Regions from separate parts of the Zea mays genome. Here all the other regions are linked to region 1. The links are chromatin contacts, called in public Hi-C maps. All regions are on one chromosome and are shown on one strand. The core of a region is the stretch at or near the end of the contact, and the rest is flanking DNA. Distances in the headings are between cores, read along the strand shown. Region 1 holds the start of LOC100277341 (senescence regulator). Region 2 holds the start of LOC103626156 (E3 ubiquitin-protein ligase MARCHF9). Region 3 has its middle 4.0 kb from the start of LOC111589414. Region 4 holds the start of LOC100276355.

Evidence for each region. A called contact is a pair of places that touch in the nucleus more often than the background predicts.
Region 2: a Hi-C map of leaf shows a contact between it and region 1, with 3 times the contacts expected there. The contact joins the promoter of LOC103626156 here to the promoter of LOC100277341 in region 1. A contact is called at or near these places in 3 of 25 Hi-C or Micro-C datasets (ear, leaf and tassel).
Region 3: a contact with region 1 is called in a Hi-C map of bundle sheath, with 2.4 times the contacts expected there. The contact joins the enhancer-like site here to the promoter of LOC100277341 in region 1. A contact is called at or near these places in 4 of 25 Hi-C or Micro-C datasets (bundle sheath, ear, endosperm and 1 more).
Region 4: a contact with region 1 is called in a Hi-C map of bundle sheath, with 1.5 times the contacts expected there. The contact joins the promoter of LOC100276355 here to the promoter of LOC100277341 in region 1. A contact is called at or near these places in 4 of 25 Hi-C or Micro-C datasets (bundle sheath, ear, leaf and 1 more).

The regions. Positions count from the first base shown.
Region 1 is chr5:28,839,475-28,845,236 of Zm-B73-REFERENCE-NAM-5.0, reverse strand. LOC100277341 (senescence regulator) reads right to left here and starts at 2,213. Exons shown (of 1, transcript NM_001150935.2): 1 at 1,478-2,213. The coding sequence starts at 2,096. The coding sequence ends at 1,557.
Region 2 is chr5:28,637,427-28,643,224 of Zm-B73-REFERENCE-NAM-5.0, reverse strand. LOC103626156 (E3 ubiquitin-protein ligase MARCHF9) reads right to left here and starts at 4,036. Exons shown (of 6, transcript XM_008646545.4): 1 at 3,356-4,036; 2 at 1,642-1,776; 3 at 1,521-1,563; 4 at 1,111-1,173; 5 at 830-944. The coding sequence starts at 3,711. LOC103626155 reads right to left here. Exons shown (of 7, transcript XR_552741.3): 6 at 5,220-5,273; 7 at 4,869-5,056.
Region 3 is chr5:29,072,649-29,078,675 of Zm-B73-REFERENCE-NAM-5.0, reverse strand. No RefSeq gene overlaps it. Among protein-coding and RNA genes, the nearest start is that of LOC111589414, 4.0 kb to the left of the region's middle. Within about 2 kb of position 3,350, at least 18 of the 20 cell types and tissues checked have an H3K27ac peak or open chromatin away from gene starts, as enhancers often do. A contact at or near this core is called in bundle sheath, ear, endosperm and 1 more, where this site is marked.
Region 4 is chr5:28,658,728-28,664,404 of Zm-B73-REFERENCE-NAM-5.0, reverse strand. LOC100276355 reads right to left here and starts at 1,462. Exons shown (of 3, transcript XM_008646543.3): 1 at 1,142-1,462; 2 at 918-1,034. The coding sequence starts at 1,303.

The DNA.
Region 1 (5,762 bases), core at 964-3,463:
GTCTCGCGTCAATATTATTTTATATCATGTTGAATTCTACATTTCTTTAGAAAAAAATCTACATTTCTTTATATCATGTTGAATCCTACATTTCTTTATATCATGTTGAATCCTACATTTCGTCCCGCGTCAATATTATTTCGTAAAAAACCTACATTTCTTTAGAAAAAACATGCACTCCTATAATCTTTCTCTACTACTATAATAGGAGAGTATGTAAAAAATAAGGTGAAATTATATATAAGTTAGTGTTTGAACATTGATGGTTGGTTCTATATCCACACCTACCTAATCAATAGAAAATATATATTTTATATTTTATTAAAATAAAATTTATCATATATATATATATAAACGTAGCAATGCACGTGCATGTGACTAGTAATGCACGGAATAGGAGGCTTCTACGCTTAACGATAACGTGAAAAAAAAGAAATGCCCGCCAAAAATGCGTACCAAACAATTTTGAACCTCAAAATTATTAAAAAAAATGCAGCTAAAAACCAACATGTCAAGTGCCAACCAATAATCAAACCGCTAAGCAGTTTGGTTGATCAACCTCCTAACCATCCCAAGGCAACCCACACCAAGTCATGCTCTTTCGGACTAGCTCAGGGAGTGTCGCGTTGTGCATGGTGCGTGTTGGCGTAGCATTATTTCTCGTGTGGGGGCAAATGGGAACCGGCATATTCTCGGTTTCTCACTTTGCAATTAACTACTCCTACTTGTACTAGTATGTGCTAACCAACTATATTAATGCGAAGTGTCGACATTTCACCGCCCTCCTCTCCAATCAGCGATGGGGCCCATGCCTTTCTCCGCCCCCTTCTATTTCTTGCTGAGATGCTGTATTATTATTATTTTTCTTTCTTTCCGCCCCGCACACGAAATCTGTCCGGAGCAGACTGTCACAATCTCTTTTCATGCTTTGCAACTCTGGAAAAAATTAAATAAATCGAGTAGGGACCCTCCACTCCTGTTTCCCTCAAAAAAAAATTAACCTAATTGCACCACCAACAAACTAACAATATCATGATTAGACTACTGAAACAGTAGGGCAGCTACAGTGCCAGAGTGTATTGCTTACTAGTATTAAAATATGACTCAAATAAGTACCTTGGATCGAAATGGGTTCCGGCCGGTTACATTTTTTCTTAACGAAAGAAGAGGAGTACTGGATTGGCAGGATAATTGCAGTACTTGCAGTAGAATAATGCTGAAATCATTGATACTAGTAATCAAGATGAATTAATCTTAGTGGTGGGAAGTACATCGACCGAGCCTCTCCGGGGGAAAAATGCCAAAAACAGAGGCTTTTAATCTCTACTCTCCCCTCATCGATCACGACTAGAGCGACAAGAACCAAAACATAATAAAAAGAGAGAGAGAAAAAAAAGAACCATCGACCTAATCCAAATGGATTAAAAGGCCACTAATCAAGCAAAAGCTCCTCACTTCCTCCTCCTCAAGGCGAGAACGGGATCATCAAACGAGGCCAGGCCACGGTAGGCGGGCATTGCCGGCCGCGCAAGGCTGGCGCTGACAGTAGCGGTCGGTCAGTCCTGGAAGCCGGTCTTCTCCCAGATGGCGTTGCGGACGCGGCGGAGGTCGCGGCCCTTGAGCGTGCGCCCGGCGCCCTCGCGCACGGAGAAGGACGCCGCCGCGCGCTCCCGCCCCTGCAGCACCTCGTGGGGCGGCACCCAGCGCCGGCCCCCGGCGCCGCCGAAGGCCGCCGCGTCGTCGTCCGCGCGGTCGTCGTGCGCCGCCCACCCGCTCCCGGCGTACTCGGCGCCCAGGATCTTGGACCAGTCCGGGATGTTGACGGGCACCGACGCCGGCCCCGGAGCGCCGGCCCCCACGCCACGCGGCTTCTGCTTGGACGGCGCGGCAACCGGCGGCGACCGCGCGTACGGGTCGACCGCGGAGGACAGGAACGGCGACGACGACGGTGAGGACGACGCCGGGTATCCGCCGCCGCCGCCCCAGATGACGTCGGCCTCGTCGAGCTCCACGCCGTGGTCGGCGCCGCCCACAGGGTTGACCGGCGTGAACAGCCGGTGCGACGCGACCATGGAGAGGCTGCTCCGGCCGGCCATCCTCTCCTCTCCGGGCCCGGGGGGAGAGAAGGGAGAAACGACTGGTCTGTGACTGTGACTGTGTCGAACGAACTACCGCGCGTGGGGCGGGTGAGGGTAAAGCACTTCTTCTGTGAAGTGGTTCGCGTCTGGCAACGGGCGGAGGCGCGCGGGCTTTATAGCGGAGGCGAGGGGAGATGTGGATAAGGTTGCTTGGCGCCGCGCCGCGCCGCGCCGCGCCGTGACGGAAGTGGGCGGGGGGCGGTTGCCTCAAGTTACGACTCAGCCACTTGTGGAGTGGTAGTGGCCTGGCCTGGTGTCAGCGTCGGCGTATGGGGTGAGCGAGCCGGGGTGTCCGTCCTACACTAGCGACTAGCAGCGAAAGACGCGGAGCCATTAGTGCAGTTTGTGAGTGCGGGGAAACGGAGGGGGGCCCCCTCGCCTCTAGCCCTCTACTACCTTTTTGCGGCCTCCCTCGCGGTGTCGCGACGCGCGGGCCAGCGGCGGAGCGCCGCGTGTCGCGCCCAGAAGATGGCCGGCACTTGTCGCGCCGGGAGAGGCCGCGTGACGGGCGTCCACGTGACGCGGCGGGACCAGCGTGGTAGCGGGCCTGTCGCCTTCCGGCTTTCGCATTCGCACTGGGGGAGGGGGGGGGCCCGCAGGATCCGAGGCCACGGTTCCTTCCTTCCTCCAGTCTCAGAGACAGCGTTAAATGGCGGAGTGGAGAGAGAGGTGGCGCCGCGTCCTCGTGTTGGTGTTAAGGGAGCAGCGACCAGCGAGCGGCGTCCTGCGCTGTGGTCCGGACCGGTGGCTGGCGCCTCGCTGTGATCCACCACCGCCGCATATGCTGCGTCGCGAGGTAGGGATGGGGGTTGATTGGAGTTGGAGCCGGCGCGTGTACGTACGCGAGGAGTAAAGAGGACGCCCTACTTTTGGGTGTGGAGAGAGGAGCACCAGCACCCAGCAGCAGCATCGTCGCGATCTCGGACGGATCGGTGGTCTGTGCTGCAGATCTGCAGGCCAGGCCAGCAGAGAAGCGAAAGCCGTTGGGGAGTTGACTTGAGATTTGGGAGGGAGATCAGGACAGAGGGGAGGACGAGCTGGGGAGGGACGCGTGTACTCCATCTCTATCCAGAACACGGTGCTAATAGGCAGGGGCGCACGGCACACGTGTGTTGGTGTTCAGCCAGCCACGAGTTGGTTCCGAGACGACGTGGACGTGGTTACTCTAATAAAACATAACCCGGCGCACGTAGGTCAAATCGCTCAGGTTCCACCTGCACGCCAAACCAAACGCTGACCAGATCGATGTGTTTGCTTCCTGACCTGGTTTGATCCACTTGCACGGGTCCGCTGTTGTTTTAAATCTTAGATAGATGGTCGGTTACTTGTTGACCTGTTCGAAAAAGGTTGGTTAGCTGAGTGGGCTGCCCAAATTGGCTCCCAAGTTGATTTTTCAAGCAGTATAGTCAACTGCCGGAGCGAGAGGATGCACGGAGTCGGAGTACTACGTACATGCGTAGGCCGCCGGTGGCGCCCACCAAGCAAATGAAATGAAAGGAAGCACAGCCGATCGGCTGCCTCGAGAATTGCGTGCTCGTTCCATAAAGCTTAGTTAGAGCTTGTTTGGTTATTTTCAATCCATATGGATTAGAGTGTATTGATACGGATTGTGAGAGATTTTGACTTGCTAGAAATTGAAACCCTATTAACCCTCTCGATCCATATGGATTGGGGTAAACCGGAACAAGTCCTTAGTTAGTTTACTAACCCCATCCCCCTCTCTTGCAAATGCCACAGCCACGTGTGCCGATCAATGCCCGTGCGCATCGATACCGCCGATGCCGGGGGTGAGCGGGTCGTCACTTCATCCACACGTCACGCGCACGCTTGAGTTCTGTGAGGCCTTATTGCTAAAACAAACCATCAAATTTCTAACCAGCATGCGCGGCTGCGCACATGCGCGTGGGCCGTGGGGCGGGCCGCGCGCTTCCGTGCACGCCGCCAGGTTTAATTTGTTGAGAAACCCTAATGAAAGGTTATGTGGTCAAATATCGAATATGATCCTAGAGCTATCACGTCTCTATATATATAAAACCTGTACCACTCTAATATGGTATAGAAAAGAGAAATAGGTCAGAGATCCAACCCTATATCTCGTGTCCCGTGTATTTCTTTTCTCGTGCTTATGGAAGGGAGACGAGTAATCTACAGCTTCTTACGCCTATACTGCTAACGGGAGGGAAGAGAGCGGATCTGGTGATCCGTGGTAACGTAGTTCTCAACATACCTAACCCGGCCAACTTTGGCACTACAATGCTAGTATGCTGTTTAGGATCTTCATCGTTAGCATACATAGGGAAAAACGTTGAGCAAAGGATGAATACAGGGAAAACTAAAAATTAGGGCATCTGACCATTACAAAAAAAAATGAATCATTTGCTCCTCATGTCTACGGATGACAATGGAGGATTCCTCGTCGGAGGAACATGTCCCTATCCCCGTCCTCTGCGACAAAAGAATTTCTTCATAAATGCTTGTGGGGAATATTTATTTCTCATCCCCATTTTCTGCGGGGATAAATTACCGACAGAGTCCTCGTCACAGCTTAATTTATAATTAGGACATACGTCATTTATTATTAATATCAAACATTACCATCTATACATATTATTAATATTGTCAGATGTAAAAAATCATATTGTGCACAATAAACCCAACACATTATTTGTATAATGAGTGGTTGGTTTTTTTTTCACAAAATACAAGCAGACGGGAGCGATAAACCAGACTAGACGCACACAACTTTCGGAGGAGGAGGAGATTGCCCGACGGATTCGCGACAAACGGCGTCGGCACGTCGGCGTCGATGGTCTGCGCGATCGCATCGTCGACCTGCAGTAGGGTGTCCACTTGCATGGTTTACGAGTACAGGTGTCCACTTGCATGGTGCAAGGCTGTCCAATCATGCATCTGATCGATGCGTTTTCCTCAGGGCGTCTTGCGCCTGCTGATTGGGGGTTACACAACGGCCATTGTTTATTGCAGGATGCATTGTTTAAGGCGTGAACAGCTGGAGCTTGTTCTCAGAGCAAGGAAAGCTGGAAAAGGATCGCTGGAGAGAGAGAGAGAAATCACAGAAACCGAATATAACAAACAATATACTCCGGGGATTCGCGGCCTGGATGGATAATGTCATCTGCCGTCCAAGGGGGCACGATCTTATCCTCTCGCCGTCTCACGTAGCTTTGGTCCTTGAGCGCCTTTTTTTGTGTGTTTTCAGGAAAGCTTGCGTTGCTTCGTTTGGTTGATTCCAGCGTCGCCAGTGCTGCGCGCGCGGGGGCGTTGTAGTTTACGGCCATTTGGGCAAGTGGCGCATTGCATCTGGGAGTTTATTAGTACTGGTGTAGTAGTGTGCGGTGAATATGCGGGTTTCTTTACGCTGTTACTGTTGTCCTCATGATTTGTAACTTGCAGGGTAAAAGAGTGATAGAAATAAAGAGTTGTTTGAATGCAATAGAACTAACAGTTAGTTGTCTAAAAAAATTAATAATGGAATTAGCTAGCTAATAAATAGCTAATAGCTAATAAATAATAGTTGAACTATTATGTAGACTGTTTGGATGTCTTCAATTAATTTTAGCCAAGCCAAAAGGTAGCACCACCACAACGTGGGGTTGTTGTAAC
Region 2 (5,798 bases), core at 2,787-5,286, 200 kb after region 1:
GCAAACATTACGTTGGTCAGTTTATTCAATGAACAACATTCACTATGCAAAGTATCTTTCAAGTGAATCAATGAAGTAGTAATAGGAACCAAAGTATGAAACGTAACAAACATATTGATTGCTAATAAACCTAATGGGACACATTTCAGAGACATTACCCTTCCTGTTCCTGATGGCATATTCTGACAAAATTTCTAACTGTCAATATGAGTTCGATGATCAGTTAATCACTCCCCCCATTCAATCTCAAAGAAAACTACTCTCAGTTCCAATTTATAATTTGGACAGAGGGAGGTAGGAATGACTATTTCATGAACCCGTTATTCTAGTGCATTAATTACTTCAAATCGTCCAAGAATTCATAAGTTTTGAGTTGTTTGTCTCACCCTGAAAACTGGGAGATTTCGTGTGATCCTAAGACTAAGCCCAATACTTCAAGACGAGGACCGTCGCAATCACAAAATACAATTACTAAGTCTGTCATTTGTGAACATGATGATAACGTAGAATGAAATGACACTGCGTAACAGTATTGGCAAGAACATCACATGAAACTTAATTACATCCAGTGACTAATTTTGCTTTTACACGAAAAGTGTAGTTCCAAACTCCTATTTGTCAATCTAATAATGTTAGGTTGGACATTTTTGTTATGAAAGAGGAGAGTAGTCAGTCGTCTATTGCCAGAGAACAAACAAACCGTAAGGTTATGTAAAACTAAGTAATTCATGCTTTGTGTTCCTCAATAACTTTTTTAATTTAACAAAAGGTTGAAAAACAGAACTGTAAGGATATTAGAATATGGTAGAAGAAAAACATTGTTCCATACCAATTATTATATTGACAGGAAGTGCGGAAACACCGAGAGAAACAGATATCAGCACATCCAATAAGAGACCACCAATCAGAATTGCAAATGCAACCCAAAGTGGGCTAAACCATCCCTACACACAAAAAGAGAAACAAAATAAAATATGAAGCAGAATAAAAAATACAGGCTCAACAAAAAGAAAAATTGCACATGATTACATGATCATTAATCATTTTTGCAGATAAAGAGTCAGGTTACTGCATTTGTTTCTTATTTATCATATCCAGTGATAAAAATACCCTTTCTCGTCCTCCTCGTCCCCTTCCATAAGTCGAATCAACCCTCCAAACCCAATAACTTGTCTGTTGAATGAAAACAAGTAAATTTCATAATAGAAAATGGAAATTGACTTGTACTTTTATCAATATTGTGCCTCCTCAAATTTCAGGATGGCCTTCATTTATGTAATTGTGAAAAAGAAGTCTTCCAAAACAAAGCCAATTAAAGTTGTTATATTTAATGAGGTGTTCTCAAAACTACAAATAGATACAACTGACAATAGGTAGTTTAACTTGGTTAGACATAAACATAGACCAGTTTATTAGTTAGAGAATAAATGAAATGGATATACATATGCATTAGGACACATACATTCTCCAAATGATCCAATATAGATCGAAATATATAAAGTGCAAAATAGTAAACATACACTTGATTGCGTTTCTGGAGGGGCGATATTGACAGCAACCTGCCTGTATAGTAAGGAAAATCATTATGGTGGCAAAGTCATTTGAAGCAACAGTCAAGAACCTTCTATGTAGAATACTTACTGGCATATCTCACACTTGTTTGAACCTCTAGTACGAAACCAAAAATCAATGCATGTGCGATGTGCTTTTGCAAGATCACCACGACATCTGCATCCAAGGTCGACCAGAGGTTCTTCTGTCTTCTGTTGACAAACTCTGCAGAAGTGAAAAATGTATTCATCCTCCAGAAAAAATAACGTAACAAGTGGCAAGATTCAGAAATATATAAAAATTTGAAGGTAAATAAAATGGCAGGCAGTATGTACTAAAGGGCTTCTAGACATGTGTTTTACAAGACTGGACCTAATTTTGGGATGACATTGCGATGTCTAACAGTAAAAAATGTATTTATGTTAAGGAAATGGTGGATTTAGGGATTGTTTGTTTGGGATTATAATCTGCCCAGATTATATAATCTCACTTATTTTGAACTAAGTGTTAGTTTAAAATAAGTGAGATTATATAAGCTGGCCAGATTATAATCCCAAACAAGCAGGCCCTTAATAACTTAAATCGGTACCATCAAGGCCAATGCATTCTACATTGTTCCTTCCAAAACAAGGACAGCCACTTGGTCCACAGGTACCTTAACTGGAACCTGGGCTTATTAAGAGTACAAGTGTTGCTCCTGTAAAACAAAAGACCAATATTTAATTCCAGGTACTGTATTGGGAAAATTCAGCTTCTAAAGATAATTGTTCTGATTAGTAGATCATAAGTAACACAATGCTCCCTTCTATATTTAGAAATGTCAAAGAGCCATGAGAAAACAGATTGGATGTGTTATTACTTGCATCCAGTAAATCAAAAGATCAACGCAAGAACATCAATACATGGAAAAGCAATGGTGCGGCTCACAGCACATTTGTGGTACAAGAAAAGCTCAGTTGGAAGTTGATTATCAATTTCCACCATGCTTCCTCATATTGTTTTCACCCGCAGCCTCCTAGCTGCCAGTTAGCCTTTCATAGCCAAGAAGTAAATATCATATATATTCATCGAATTGTCGAATATATGAAGTCCTATTTATAATAATTCTACACATAAAAGATCTTACTATCAGCAAACTTGAGCACGAAGTTGCTGTAAGTTCAAACCATTCCGAATATCCTTTGCTTCTACATTCAAGGTCAACCCAACTGCATTGGAAACATAACCTACCTTCTCATGACCGCCTAAATACCTTGGAGACCCTAATATATCATAATTACCACTTTGTAGTCCTATTTGCACTTCATGAAAGCCTAACTACACTAACATATGGGCTGTAAATAAGCACATACCACAAACACTGACAAAGTCAATACTAAAGAAGATGCAGACAAACTGACAATGAACATGTTCACAAACTTGTTGCTCGCATGTTATATGTGATAAACAACACTCACCCAACTGCAGGCAAAAAATCCATTGGTGTAATGACAGACAGAAAAAGGCAGCTAGGGTAATCAGTTCAGTTGACATGATCCATGTGCTAGGGCGACTCCAAGAAATGAATCACTACATCATAAAAGGAAGTTCGTTCATACAGCTACAGTCACTTCACTGCATGAGCATCGCCCGAAGCCATCGCAGGTAATCCATGGATGGATAAAACGCGCAACTGCTAAACGTAACGAGGTCCCCATACAAAATCGGAACGCTCCAAAACAGAACACACCCTCGTCCCCGTCCCAACTCGCAGTTCACTAAAATGGCCTGAGCTTGCACAGGAAAACCCACACCGACTGGATACCTGCATTGCTCGTAGTCGTCCAAGCTGTCGGAGTCGGACCTTGCCAGCCCGGCTTCCTTCGCGGCCGCCGAAGCGGTCAACGAAACCGAGGTGGCCATAGGCTTGCCGTCACCGGCCTGCGGGGAGCATGCCGGGGAGCCACCCTTTGCATCGGGCATCTGAACATCCTCGCCTGGCCGCGAGATCACGATGGTGACAGCTGGCAACGGCGCCTCGGTCTGCGATGCCACCACCACCTCCTGCTGCGGCGCCGGCGACGGAGCCTGCAGCACAGGAGGTTCATGGGCCGGCAGCTCTGGGATCGTCCCCGGGTCAAGGCCCGTGCAGGGATCCGATCCGTCCGCGCCGCTCGACATGAGCGGTCCGCCGGATCCCACCCAGCACCTCCCCCTCCTCTGCGGCTCTTCGTCGACCACCTCGCGTGGGCGTGATGAGTGCCACTTTGGTGTTGGGGGGCGGGTTACGGAGCACCTACTTCTGCTAGTGTCTGCTCAGTATCGCGACGGCGAGGGGAAGGAAGCGGTGGGGGCCGCCGCCGACGGGGAGATCAGATGGGGACGGGTTGGATGGGCCGCCGACGGTGTGGATTGGGGATAAGGACGACGGCTTTGAGGGGAATGCTGGTTTGGCTGATCAGTGGGACTTTAACACTGCAGGACCCATATGTCAATGGAAGCAGGTCGTAGTCGAACGAGTATGGAAAGTTGACGTTATAATATTCATCTTCGCATCTGTAGACACGAGACAATGCGGACCTGTGTCTCCGGTGGCTGTGCCCATTAGGGTTGAAAACAGAACGAAAAAATCTCGTCACGATTCGTACCATTTTCTATATTTGATCCGACCGTTTCCGTATTTACGGAAAAATATAGAAACGGGACGGAAACGAGAGAGCTTATTCCGTCGGTTTTTTTGATCCCGTTTTACCAGATTGAACCTTTATTTATTCCGTATTTGACAAATATAGGACGAGCCTAATATGCATTAGTATATAAACTATATCATCGTGTGTTTAGGTGACAAATTATAGCAAATTGGTCATTGTAACCACCGGCTCTTTTCAAATGACAAGTGATCTAAAGTCTTAAACAACATCGAATGTAGCTAAATGTACACATTTAGCAACCAAACAACAATAGAATGTTGCCTCTCTATATTTATTTGTTTTATGTTATTGTTCTGTCAATCAATCACTAGTCAAACATCAATAACATTTCTATTTGTATTAAATTATTAGTTTCCGTTAGTATTTCCGTTTCTGTTCGTTTTCGCAATTCCGTTTATCCCGCTTCCGTTTTCGTTCCCGACTATTCCGGATCCGATCCCGTTTCCGATGATAAAATGCGGATACGGAAACGGGAGACAGGTTTTTTCGTCCGTTTTCGTCTGTTTTCATCCCTAGTGCCAATCACATACTACTTTCTCAGTTATATATCTACTAGGTATGTGCCCGTACGTTGCAACGTCACACAAAATATTCAGAAAAATATTAATGCATGAATACATCTGAGAGTAGTCATGATGTAAAACTATTTTGGTAGTTGTCTCGCAAAGACAGAAATATCAGAAGTTGTATAATCTGACATGACAGGTAACATGACCCATGAAAAAAATATGAACCGAAACATGGTCTCCCGCAAGCCAAGCACGCTCTTTCTCCTTCAGCACGAGCAGAGTCAATCCCATATAGATCCAGTCGATCTTGATGACACCGAAAAAGATACAAATGAATTAAAACTCAACATTCGTCTTTTATTTGGAACCTTTTCTTTTCAGCAAAATTAAAGTAGTATGATATCAACAAGATGTGCCACTGTTCTTTTTTGTGACAAACCATAATGACTTGTGTGTTAAACTACGATACCTTTTGAACAACGACAACTGTTGCCTGAAAAGGTGTCATGTCTTCGTATGGAAGCTGAAAAGAAAAGGCCAACTCAGCAATTAGCAAAACCACACTTCTACTCTACCATTACAACGGCGAAACAAAATGATGGCGAGAGAAAAATAACATTTGCACTGAATCCTAGTAACATGAGATCAAACTGAGCAAGATATTTGCACCCAGAAAGCTTGGCTAGTAACAATTTGAACATAGTTTCTTGGGATGGTCATGGAATACAGAATAGCCAGGTGATAAGAAACACGTGTAGTTTAATAGTACTAAAAAATCATTCCAACGAATTAGAAAAAATATCTATCTTAAACTACTGCACTGAATCCTAGTAACATGAGATCAAACTAAAAAAGGCAGGATATTTGCACCCATAAAGCTTGGCCAGTAACAATTCGAGCATAGTTTTTTGGGAAGATCATAGAATACATAATATCTAGGTGATAAGAAACATGTGTAGTTTAATAGTACTGAAAATCATTCCAATAATTCAAGAAAAATATTTATCTTAAACCAATGCACTAAATCTTAGTAGCATATGATCAAATT
Region 3 (6,027 bases), core at 2,101-4,600, 230 kb before region 1:
CAACTCCATCGGCCCTTCGTCCAGCCGCCAATCGCCATTCCTGTGTAGGGACATTCGAACGATCATTTTCCATGTCCCATACGGAAAAATGTAAACTACAAAGCTTGGTTAATGAGTTGGTAAAAATAAGTATGAGTAATTTAGGCTACATAATCAAGAATGCAATATGTAGCGTATTTTATTTTCGAGACCTGCAAATAATATGTTTCTTTGTGTCGAATACAGAAAAATATAGAATACAAAATATGGTATCACTGTTCATATAGAGAACATAATTTAGAGTATACTGCTGGAGAAGGAGAAGATATAGAGGATGAAATTTTTTGGAGTGTGTTGTAAAGGACGGAGAATATTCTTTTAGGGGATAAAATTTAGAGGACATTGCTGGAGACAGCCTAAGGTTTTATCTTATAGTTCAGCTAGTCACTAGCTAATACCTGTCTATGTCATTGTTATTGGTCAGAAGTCAGATCCCTTGCACATGAAGGATCGAGGAGCAGAAGCCCTGGCATGCATGCCAGCAGCCTTGGTTCGTCTTGGCCGGAAGAGGACAGCGCGATAAAAACGGTGGTGTGTGTGTGTGTGTGTGACATCGTCGCTGCTGCGTCATCGCGATCATGGCCACTGTGTTTTGCTAATGCTTGGCACCAGCTTCTGTAGCCTGGGTCTGGCTGCCTGGGCACGTAGTAGGATGTAGCTTGTCACGCAGCTGCGTCGCCGTGCGGTCTACGGTGCGTAGTGCCTTCATCCAGGCTGTGGCCGCCAACCGTGACGTCCGAACCGCCGCCGCAGCTTTGGCCGGCGCGCGCGGCCGCGCCTTTTGGAGCACACTATAGTACTGTGTAGCCTGGGCCCTGGGCTCTGGGCTCGACGCGAGAGAGGAAGCAACAGAGAAGGGGCGCCAAGGGGGTCGGTGACGGTAACGGATGCCTCGGCCAATGGAGTACAAGTGTGTGCGGGCGGGATGGATCATGGTCGACATGGGTTGTGTGCCATGGCATGCGCATACAGACACAGGATCGCTACTCTGCCGTTGACCTGAACGGATCCCTAGGCGCGCGCTGCCGGCGGGAACGGCACCTGGGTCGGTCGCGCGATGCACGCTGCACGGGCGTGTTGCCGCCGGCCCGCTTCACGTGAGGATCGGGGGGATAGGCGATAGCGATCGAGGACGGTGTGACGCGACGCCAGGAGCCCAGGACAGCCTGCGATATCGACCAGCGGTGTCCCAGGATCATACCATACCAGTATTTGTGACGGCCTGATCGGCAGTGGCCGTCAAGTGGATCATTAACCTTGGTCTCGGCGGGAAGCCTGGGCTGGGATAGCCGTGCTAGCTCTAGGGCTGGAAACGAGCCGAGCCGAGCTCGGCTCGGCTCGGTGCCTGAACGAGCTCGGCTCGGCTCGTCCATTCCACGAGCTGGTGAAAGAGGCTCGGCTCGGCTCGACCTTGGCTCGCGAGCCGGCTCGGCTCGGCTCGCGAGCCATATTTTGGTACTTTTCGTTGCATTATTTGGTGAATTAACATTATATAAATTTGAAATATAGAATCATCATTCTACATTATGAGTAAATTAAATGATAACTTGTAATATATTCATCATCAAATACTAAAAAATAAGCTATTATCCATAAAATTATCTAATATTCATTATTATTCCATAAATTGACCATTTTTGCAAGGCTCACGAGCTGGAACGAGCCAGCTCGGCTCGGCTCGCTGCAAAAACGAGCTCGAAGAAGAGGCTCGGCTCAGCTCGTTCGAGGCTCGCGAGCCGCTCCGAGCTCGAGCCGGCTCGCGAGCCTCGAGCTAATTTTCCAGCCCTAGCCGTGCAGGCTCGGGAGGCATACGAGTTCCGGACGGCAGTTCCGAGGGCGCGCGATGCCCCCCTTCCCCCCAGGTTGGGTCAGCTCCGCACCGCTAGCTCCGGGCGACGTCACGCATTGGCTGCGCACCGAAGAAATTGCTGGAGTAAATAGGATAGGATTTTTAATATCATTCGTCGGTGCCTTGCCTGCCCACCTCGTCTCGCTTGCTGCGTGCATATGCATGCATGCTTTGCGGTCAAAACTGCCGATCCCGAGGCAATCTTTGAAACCCTGCCACTGATTTCTTCTTGTACTACTCCCCAAGTCCTCCCAGGCTACTACTCCTTAAATGAGACTAAGGCTATCTGCACCGGCGAACCTTAAATGAGACGCTACACAGATCGAGTCATACATATGCAGTAAAAATTTCCTGCAGCGGCTTACTCTATCAAATATGGATAGGCAAAGAAGGCAGGTGTTCTCGTGCGCAAAATGCATCCAGTCGATCCGTTTTATATCCAACGGTGTTATGACATTTTACAAATAAGTCCTCCTATGCTCTCCACGTTGGTGCTGTTCATTAAAAATAGAACACAGCACTGTTAGGTACTGGACGGATGGGTTGAATGTATTTTGCGTATGAGAACACATGACTTGTTTGCCTATAGGATATGCTCTCATATCCAATATATACCGTGAAGTTGAGAGAGACCACGAAAACTTTATTTGCGGCGTCCCCCTTCCGTGCTACTGGAAGCCTAGAGGTGGGAGTGTGGGACCGGATGCGAGGCTGGAGGCAATCGCGGTGGGAGGCCGGTAAGAGTGAGGTGAAATAAATAATAGAATATATGGTAGTTGGTATAAAGCAGAGATTTAAGGTAAAACTCTTACTATAATTTTATAAATAAATATTTAATTTCATGTCGGTAATCGTGCCAAAAAGAGTTTTGATCCATGTAAAACTCTTTTTTTTAACTTAAAAACATTACGTATCATCAACATTATTTTAAAAAACGCTTATGTCTATCAATTATTCGACATGAAACTCTTACTAAAAACTGACCTCACCAAATCATGACCCAACACAACACACGTACGTGACCATCCAAGTACCAACCTCCGAAACAGCGGATGATGTCGCCTTGTCTCTTCCATTCCATTCCCTCGCACATGACAGTCATGCGACGCACCGCGACGACGCCGCAGCGAACGACGCGGGCCAAAACTGGAAACGCCGGCATCGGCGGCAAACGACGGAGAGCGAAACGGACGGTCGTCCGGGGGATCCGGTCCGGCGGGCCCCGCGTCGCGTCGCGTAGCGGGACAGTGACGGGGACGGCAGCATAAATGACGCCAACTGGACACGAAAACGACTAGGATACGCATCGTCGCTACGCTATACGTACGCAAGCAGACGCTCAGCTCCGTTCCGTTCCGTTCCTTTAATTCCTTTCCTTTCCTTTCCTACACGTAGAGCGGCGTGGTGTTGGAGAACGGGGCACTGTGTGCGCGCTGTGCTGTGTCAGAGCCTCCGTTCCGGTTGTACAGTCAAAAAGGCTTGGCCGGATGCAATAGTGCGTGGATCGGTTAACAGTGGTACGGTGGACAGTAGTGTTCGTATGTCGGACGTACTAGACCGTAGGAATACAATGATAGGGTGTCCTGGTAACTTGTCAGGGTCGGCTTGGTTTGCTCCGCGCCAGAGCTGTCTCTCCCCAGACAGAGACAGCGCTCCCAGACAGGCGTCCGATTTTGATCGTCTGGGGCTAAGATATTTTGCTTAGCAGGTAAGTGACTGTGAGTCCGCAAAACAAATAACCCCTTATGTACAGTTTAGTTCACATATTTATAATGTAATAGGTAATTGATAATGTTGGTGAGTTGTTCTCAAATACTATAAGTTAAAAATAAGGCAACATAAAATATTAATGGTTAAAATTCTTCGTCCTTCGAAGCATTATCCTCTGTAAGATATAATGATCTTCAGACGAAGGTCATGAAGGACGTACATTCATCATCGTAGCATATATTAATGAAATAAGAAGCATATGAAACATGAGAAATAACATTAATCCATATGATATTGTTAATATATCTTTACTATATCATCATGAATGAACATAAAAAATATTGAATTACATCTGTACTTTCGGCTTGACAGAAGGTAAAAGTCCAAGCGTGACACACGAATGAATACAAGTCAGCGTGAACATCTATTTATAGACACAGGGCGCAGGCTGTGTAAAATTACATTCATGCCCTTTATGTTTACTATTGACTTAAGGACAATCTATCGAGGACTAGATAGCATTTTCCTCTTTAAGTCGGTTCCTTTTTTTTTTTGCTGCTGAGCCGAAGCTTCCTTGCGCGTAGCTTCGGAACCGGTTCAATATTCGTCCCGACCATGCTTTACATATTGTGTACATCTTCATTACGAGTCCGAAGGTTCCTATAAATATATCACACTTGGAAAACATTGTTAATCATGTTTTTAAGAACCTTCGGAATACGAAGGCCTCCAACAGATAACGTTAAATAATGTTTATTTTAGTATATGTTTTTATTTTAAAAGCATCTTCTGAAAATCATTAGGTCTAAAGAAAATGCTTGGAATAATTTGATTGTACGTTTGCACCATATAAATAAGTAAATAAATAATTGTACATGATGTATGTGTCCTCTGTATATACTGGAGTATCTGACAGGCGGCTACCAGAGCAGCGCACACATGAAAAAACAACCGTCACTGCCGCGCGACAGGAAAGCGTCCTTGCAGAGAACGCTACAGCGACGTCGTATCGTACGTACGTGGTCCTGGCCGGAGCCGGACACGACACGCCCGGACCACGTCCAGCTCCAGCCCCACCTCCACGTCCCGGTCCGACCGAGGGACCCAGGACCGCGAACCAGAGTATTTCTCTTCCGGATGACAGACACCCCCCGTGATCCGCAGCGGCGAAGAGCAGACGCACCGCGCGCCGCCGATCGGCCGATGCGGCCGCGCCACATCAGCACGCAAGCAAACACAGCGCCGCGGAAAGCAGCGGGACGGGGAGGCGTGGGTGGGTGGGGAATACCGCGCGCCCGTGAATTAAGGGTCGCTGTCGGCTGCCGCCGTGGGGCCACGTGCGCTTGGACGGGCCTCGGTTGTCGGGTGACGTCAGCGTAAGGTGGGTCCGGAGACTGTTCATGAGTCAAAGGAGGCTTGCCTTTTGTTCTCGCTGATACTACTGACTACTCAGGTACTCACTCCGGTGTCTGTTAGTTGTCATTGAGACAGTGATATGGTCTATACAATATATTTTTAACTAATTTTTTTATTCAATATAAACAAACTTTTAATACATTTATATTTTTATAGAAATAATTTTAAGATAAATCTGTACGTATAAACATTAGGTTTCAAAACTAAATAATAAAACAGTTATTTGTAATTAAAATTTTATTAATTTGATTCAAAACTTGTTCAAAATGACAACTAATTGGATATCAGAGGGAGTAGTTGAGACTACACGTAAGTTTGGACCGAGCTATTTGGAAAACTCGTTTTGAAAATAAAGAGTCTAAAAGCAACTCCAATAATTTTTTGTAAAAAAAAGCTTCCTAAACTTGTGTTTAACAAGTTGTATAGGATGTGAGGTCGGAGAACAAGGCCGATCAGTATGACATGTGGAACATGGCTATCTCGCTGCACGGGAAAGAGAAAAAATGAGCACGCGTGTGAAGAAATCGACGCCAATTGTGTTTATGGAGTTCCTATTTGTTTACTAAACTTGGAGAGTAAATAGGCTTGATAGCAAATAACCAAATTTAGCAAATATATTTAGAAAACTATTGGAAAACATTTTTCGTTCAATTCTTAAGTTTAAGATTTACGATGTTGTTTCTAGAACTATTAAAGTTGCTCCAAGACTGTCCACAACAATTCTCCTTAAATTTCTCTCTATATCTAACTTTTGCACCATGTCGCCAAGATTCTATCCCTATCTTTTCATCTCCCGCGGTGGTTCCTTCTAAATTCTCCCCCCTATAGCCCACTATAATCATAAAATATTGTTTCTTATACCTACTTATTATTCATTATCATTTTTCTCTACTAACAATAACTCATGGGCACAAAAGATGAGACGGGGACAATGTTTAGCGTTCACAACGACTGCGGGGGAGAGAGACTGTTGCCGCTGTGTAGGAGGCTGTGAAGGGGTGGTCGCTGCGCCG
Region 4 (5,677 bases), core at 213-2,712, 180 kb after region 1:
AATTCTATTTTGATATAGGGAGACTGGGAGAGTATTATAAACTATACATATGATGGTTGCTTTGGCAGAGAGAAGCTTTTTAAAATTAAAATATTTTTGTAAACTATTTTTTATCAACAATAACTCAAGAGATGTTAAATGGCTTGGTGATTTTATATATCGAAAAAAAGTTGTTGGATGAGATTGATCTCAATGATATAAGAGATGACTTTGTATCACAGAATGTTAAAATATGTTTTTAATAATAATATCAGATAACAAATGTTTTTTTGCTATATTTTACCTTTGTTATCTTGTAAACTTCAAAATAGTGCATAATAATTTTTATATGTCAAATATTTGATTATATATATATATATATATATATATATATATATATATATATATATATATATATATATATATGTGGATGGGCCTCAATATCGGATTTCGCACTGGGCCCCTGAAAAGTCAGGAACGGCCCTGATTCAAATATAATGTCATAGGGGCGGTCTTACCCCCACAGGTCGAGTTTTTTAAAGTACTATGTGAAACAAAAAAAAAACTAGTGATGTAACTTTTTACACTAAAAAAGTAAAAATGCATATAGTTTGATTAATTGATGGTCAAAACTTGGGAAGTTCAAAATTTCCGATCAAAATACTGTACAAAATGAAAAGAGGGAGTTTTTTTTTAATTATCTGTTGGTTTTGAATGTCAGCCTTCGTGAAGGACTGTTTTTGTTGCACTAACATCGAGAATTCTTCAAGTTAACAATCTGTAACTTGACTGTTCCTACGGAACCTGCTGTATAGTTTATCTATTGTCAAGCTAGTGAGCCTAACTGTTCCTACGGAAAATTAAGCCATGAATCGCCACACTTCAGAAAGCAGACAGCTGCTGGGCTAAAGGTTCGGAGGAAGCAACCAGATGCTTACCTGGTAGAAGTAGGACGACCCATCGGCTTCAGCGATTGAGCGGTAGATGGCGCGGCGCTGGTGGAGGACGAAACCTCCCATAGAGACGGAGCCCAGGGCGAACCCGAGGAGGCGCTCCTGCGCGCAGATCCGGAGACCAAGCCACGAGAAAACGAACCGAATCAGACACAACAATCATGACCCCGTCGACTTCTCGAGTGGTTAGAGGGCCTAAGGTGCGTTACCTGCGCGAGGATGCTGATCATGGCGGTGGTGGTGGTGGCCGCCGGCGGGACGCGAGATTGGGGCGGTTGGCTTTCTTTCCCTTGACCCTTGTCCTCCTCGTCTACAGTTTCGGTGACGTGGTTGGTACTCCGTAGGCTCCGAGAATGACGCTCATGGGCCATTGTGTGGGTTTGTGGGCTAGGCTGAAGTGGAATTGAGATCTCCTAGTGCTTATTTTGGAGCAAAGGGATTAAAGCGGATTGAATGAGCTAAAATCTTCTTACCATTTAAAAATGAATATCAAGGAGATCTTAGCCCATCTAATTCCTTCTATCTCCTTGTTCTCAAACATAACTATAGAGGTGGTCCAGCTTCTCATATGCTTAAATGCATACAATGGCCTTGATATAATTATCTTTATGTACTCCACATTTAAATGTTAAAAAGCTAAAATTATGTATAAATGAGATTTAAATTATGGTTGTTGGTTCTAATACCATATTCACACTCATCTAGCCAATATAACGTATATGTCTTTTTGTTTTATACTCTATATTTATAAATGGGAACTGTAGCAACACACGGCATTTTGCTAGTTACTCAGAATGTCTTTATAATGAATGCAATATATCCTCTTTGTTCCAAATTAAAACTGAGGGAGTATCTCATTTCACGTACAAATAAAATATAACCTGGTTTCCTTAATAAAAAAACAAAAGGTTCTTATGCGTTACTTCTCTCTCAAAATGGAAAGGAAAAAATACAGTTTGAGCAATTGCAATAAGTCGTCATTTGGTTTGAGCTATTGTCATATGTCGCCATTTTCTATAAGGGCCATGTTACTCTGTTTTTTAACATATTGGTGCAAATCAAGGCTTGCTTGTAGGATTGTCAAGAATCAAAAGTGAATTGTCAAATTTATGGTTTGTCCTAAAAATCATTATTAATTGACAATTAATCGCTATCGATAGACATATGATATGATTAATACGTAATCAGCTAAGTAATCGGTCAACCCGATTAATCAGTCGGGACCCGATTAGTCGACCATTGACCCGATTTATCGGCCATTGACCCGGCCCAATCAAACAAAAAGGCCCACTAGAAGTCTGTCTCAATGGTCTAGTGAAAGGATCACGATGCCCAAGAGGAGGGGGTGAATTGGGCTTTTCTAAAAATCAACACTAATTAAAGACTAAGCAAGAGCTAAGCAAGAGCCCAACTTCACCCCAACAACTAGCACTAAGAATATAATACTAGAAATGCAACAATGCTAAGACAATACTTCAAATACTTGCTAAACAAATACACAATGTAAAGTGCTTGAATTAAGTGCGGAATGTAAAGCAAGGTTTAGAAGACTCCTCTAATTTTTCCCGAGGTATCGAAGAGTCGGCACTCTCCACTAGTCCTCGTTGGAGCACCCGCGCAAGGGTATCGCTCCCCCTTGGTCCTTGCAAGAACCAAGTGCTCACTACGAGATGATCCTTTGCCACTCCGGCGCGGTGGATCCCTCGAGACCACTTACAAACTTGAGTCGGGTCACCAACAAGATCTTCACGGTGATCACCGAGCTCCCAACGCCACCAAGCCGTCTAGGTGATGCCGATCACCAAGAGTAACAAGCCGTAGACTTTCGCTTGACCAAGAAAAGCCTAATGCAAGTGGTGTCCGGTGCGCCACTAAAATTCAACTCTCAAACCTGCGCTCTCGGGTTTCTGCGGAGGGAGAGCCTCTGCCCCGGACCAGCCTGGCCCCACCTGGCAGAGGGTGCACCGGACAATCCGGTGCACACCGGACAGCCCGGTGCCCCAGGGCCAGAAACACTAACTCTTGTTTTTCAGCTGATTTTCAAATCGGTTTTCGTTCTAACTTGTGAGTGAGTTCTAGAGTGACACCTAGCACTGTATATGAGTGTGATTGTGCACCAACACTACACTAGAACTCTCTTGGTCAAACTACTCATCGACAACCCCTCTTTATAGTATGGCTAAAAGAGAATAAAAGACCTAACTAAATCGCGAGTGTCCACATCTCCTTGACACTCGGACTCCGTAGACCTTTACCTTTTGTTTCGTCGTTTTAGCCGTCGCTTCGAGTTCTTATCTCCGGGATTGTTTTCACCGTTGTAGTACTTCTACCTGTCATGCGACCTAACTTACCATTTGTCTCTGCAAAACACACGTTAGTCACATATAATATTACGTTGTCATTAATCACTAAAACCAATCAGGGGCCTAGATGCTTTCAATCTCCCCCTTTTTGGTGATTGATGACAACCCTACAAGTTTTGTGAGAGTAGTTTGTTTTGAAGTTTCTGTCAATAGAAAGAATGGTTAGTTATACTCAGTAATTTTTGACAGAAAGAACGTGTACCATAATAATAAGAGTGAGCGCATACACATCATAAGATTCTTGCTCATATAAAAGTGAAGTTAAATCAATGAAACAAGAACTAGAAGACTGGTGATAAAATATAAGGTGAAAACATAATACACACAGTCAATCATAAGCAACAAGAGTATATTTCGAGTTTGTGAGCCAAAAACATCAAGCTAGTACAGAGAGTAGCAAGCACATATATTACATCAAAATGACTCTCTACTAACTCTCTAACTCCCCCTAGCTCTCACAACTCATATCTCTCCCCCTTTGGCGTCAAACACCAAAAGGGCACTCGAACCTAAACATCTGAAGCAGGAGGAGGCGGCGGGGGCGCATCCGGACGCGGTCGAGGCAGCAGAGCGAACGCCGGCGGAGGGTCAGAGTCAGTCTCGGATCCAGGATCTGCGGTAGAAGCTGGAGCTGGTACTGACTCGGACTGAGGCCGCGCTGCAGGAGCTGCCGGAACAGAGGTGGTCACAGATATTGTCACAGCAGTAGTGGTAACAGCAGATGCTGGTGGCACTGGCGGCTGCGGGCAGACAGAGCTGAGAACCGGAGAGGTGAACGCCAAAGTGACCGGCCGGAGCGGAGAAGTATCAACAGGGGGTCCTGACAAAATCGATGGCACCACTGGAGCGTGAAGCGGAGGAGGTGGAGCAGACTGAACCGGAGGGACTGAGACACCAGACTGCTGTAGCATAAGAGCCATGAATGCCCTACTCTCAGCCCGATCCTGAAGTAGCTGCTGCTGAAGCGCATCCTGCCTGTCCTGCATGTTCTGAAACATCGAGAGCATCCTCTCGGATAACCGGGCTTGCTCGGCTGCCAGGTGAGCCTGCTGCTGAGAGAGAGTCTGGAGAATCGAAGCAAGAGCAGGGTCCATAGCCTGAGGAGTAGCAGGGGCAGCACTAGAACTCCCAGCCTCATGATCATGAGAGCGTGGAGGCATAGGAGGCGGAGGCGGAGGAGGAACCCTAAAATCATCATCATCATCATCATCATCAGCTGTAACCTGAGTGTCGAACTGACGAAGAGCTGCATCCTCGGCCTGAGAGTCAAAAACAGGAGCAGAAGCTGGCACATGAATCTCAGGCGTAGGACGGTAGGATCCAAAAACGAGGCGTGAGGCCTCAAGAGTGCCCTGAAACCGAGGAGGCTGAATCAGCTGCGCAAAGATGTGGCACAAGTAGTGAGCATAGGGCAACTACCGACGAGCACGAATCCCATCCAAAACGGTGTCCTCGATCTCACAAATCAGGAAGTCCACAACGTCAAACTCAGAGTGAGAGACCAGGGCACCATGGAGCCAAAGCTGAATATGTGTGGTAGCCTCCCTGTATCCCATCCTCGGCAGAAGAGTCCGTCTGATAAGCTCATATAAATACTTGACTGCTGTAGTGAAATCTGCCGGTGAACGTCGCGACCCATCTGAGAAGGGCGGGCGGAACAGAGCCGCGACGTGAGTTGTACCCGGATCCACACCGTCGTGAGGGCGACGAGGAGGGTCAGAAGTGTCGTAGCAGAGGCTGTGAAAACGAGTCGTCGACTCGGGAAATCCAAAGAGCTGGCGGATCTAAGTGGCAGTAATGGTGACATCCTCGCGCTCAAAACGAAACCTCATCCAGTGATGATCCGGGTCAATCCAAACAGAGGCGTAGAAGACTCGTACCCACTCCTCAACATACCTGCCGCTGGTAGTCAGAAGGGTCTTAAGGCCAGGCAGATAGGTGAGGTGCGCCTCAGAGTCAGCACCGGCTGCAAGCAGAAAGACTGGTAGATCCAAAAGCCGGTGCACTCGCAGAGCTATCTGAGCAGACATCTGAGCTCTGAAAAACGACTCCTGAATACGTGTGCTGAATAGGTCACCTGCTGCAGGGTCTCTCTGAGCTGACAGCCAAGACTCCACGGGTACGTATCTGAACCTACGTACCCGTGCCGCTGTAGCACGTTGAAGGTCAAACAGTCAAGGATCCGTAGCCAGGGGTCGAACCTCAGTCTCATCGCGCTCCCGGAATCAAGGTGGAGGGACAGGAGGAGCTGAAGCGGGAGCGGGAGGAGGAGCAGTGGAAGCTGGCGTAGTGGAGGTAGCGGGTATGGCTGTGGAGGTGGATGGAGCAATAGGAGTGACGGGAGCAGGCAGAGTGGGTGGCGGAGTGGAAGCTGAGGTGTGA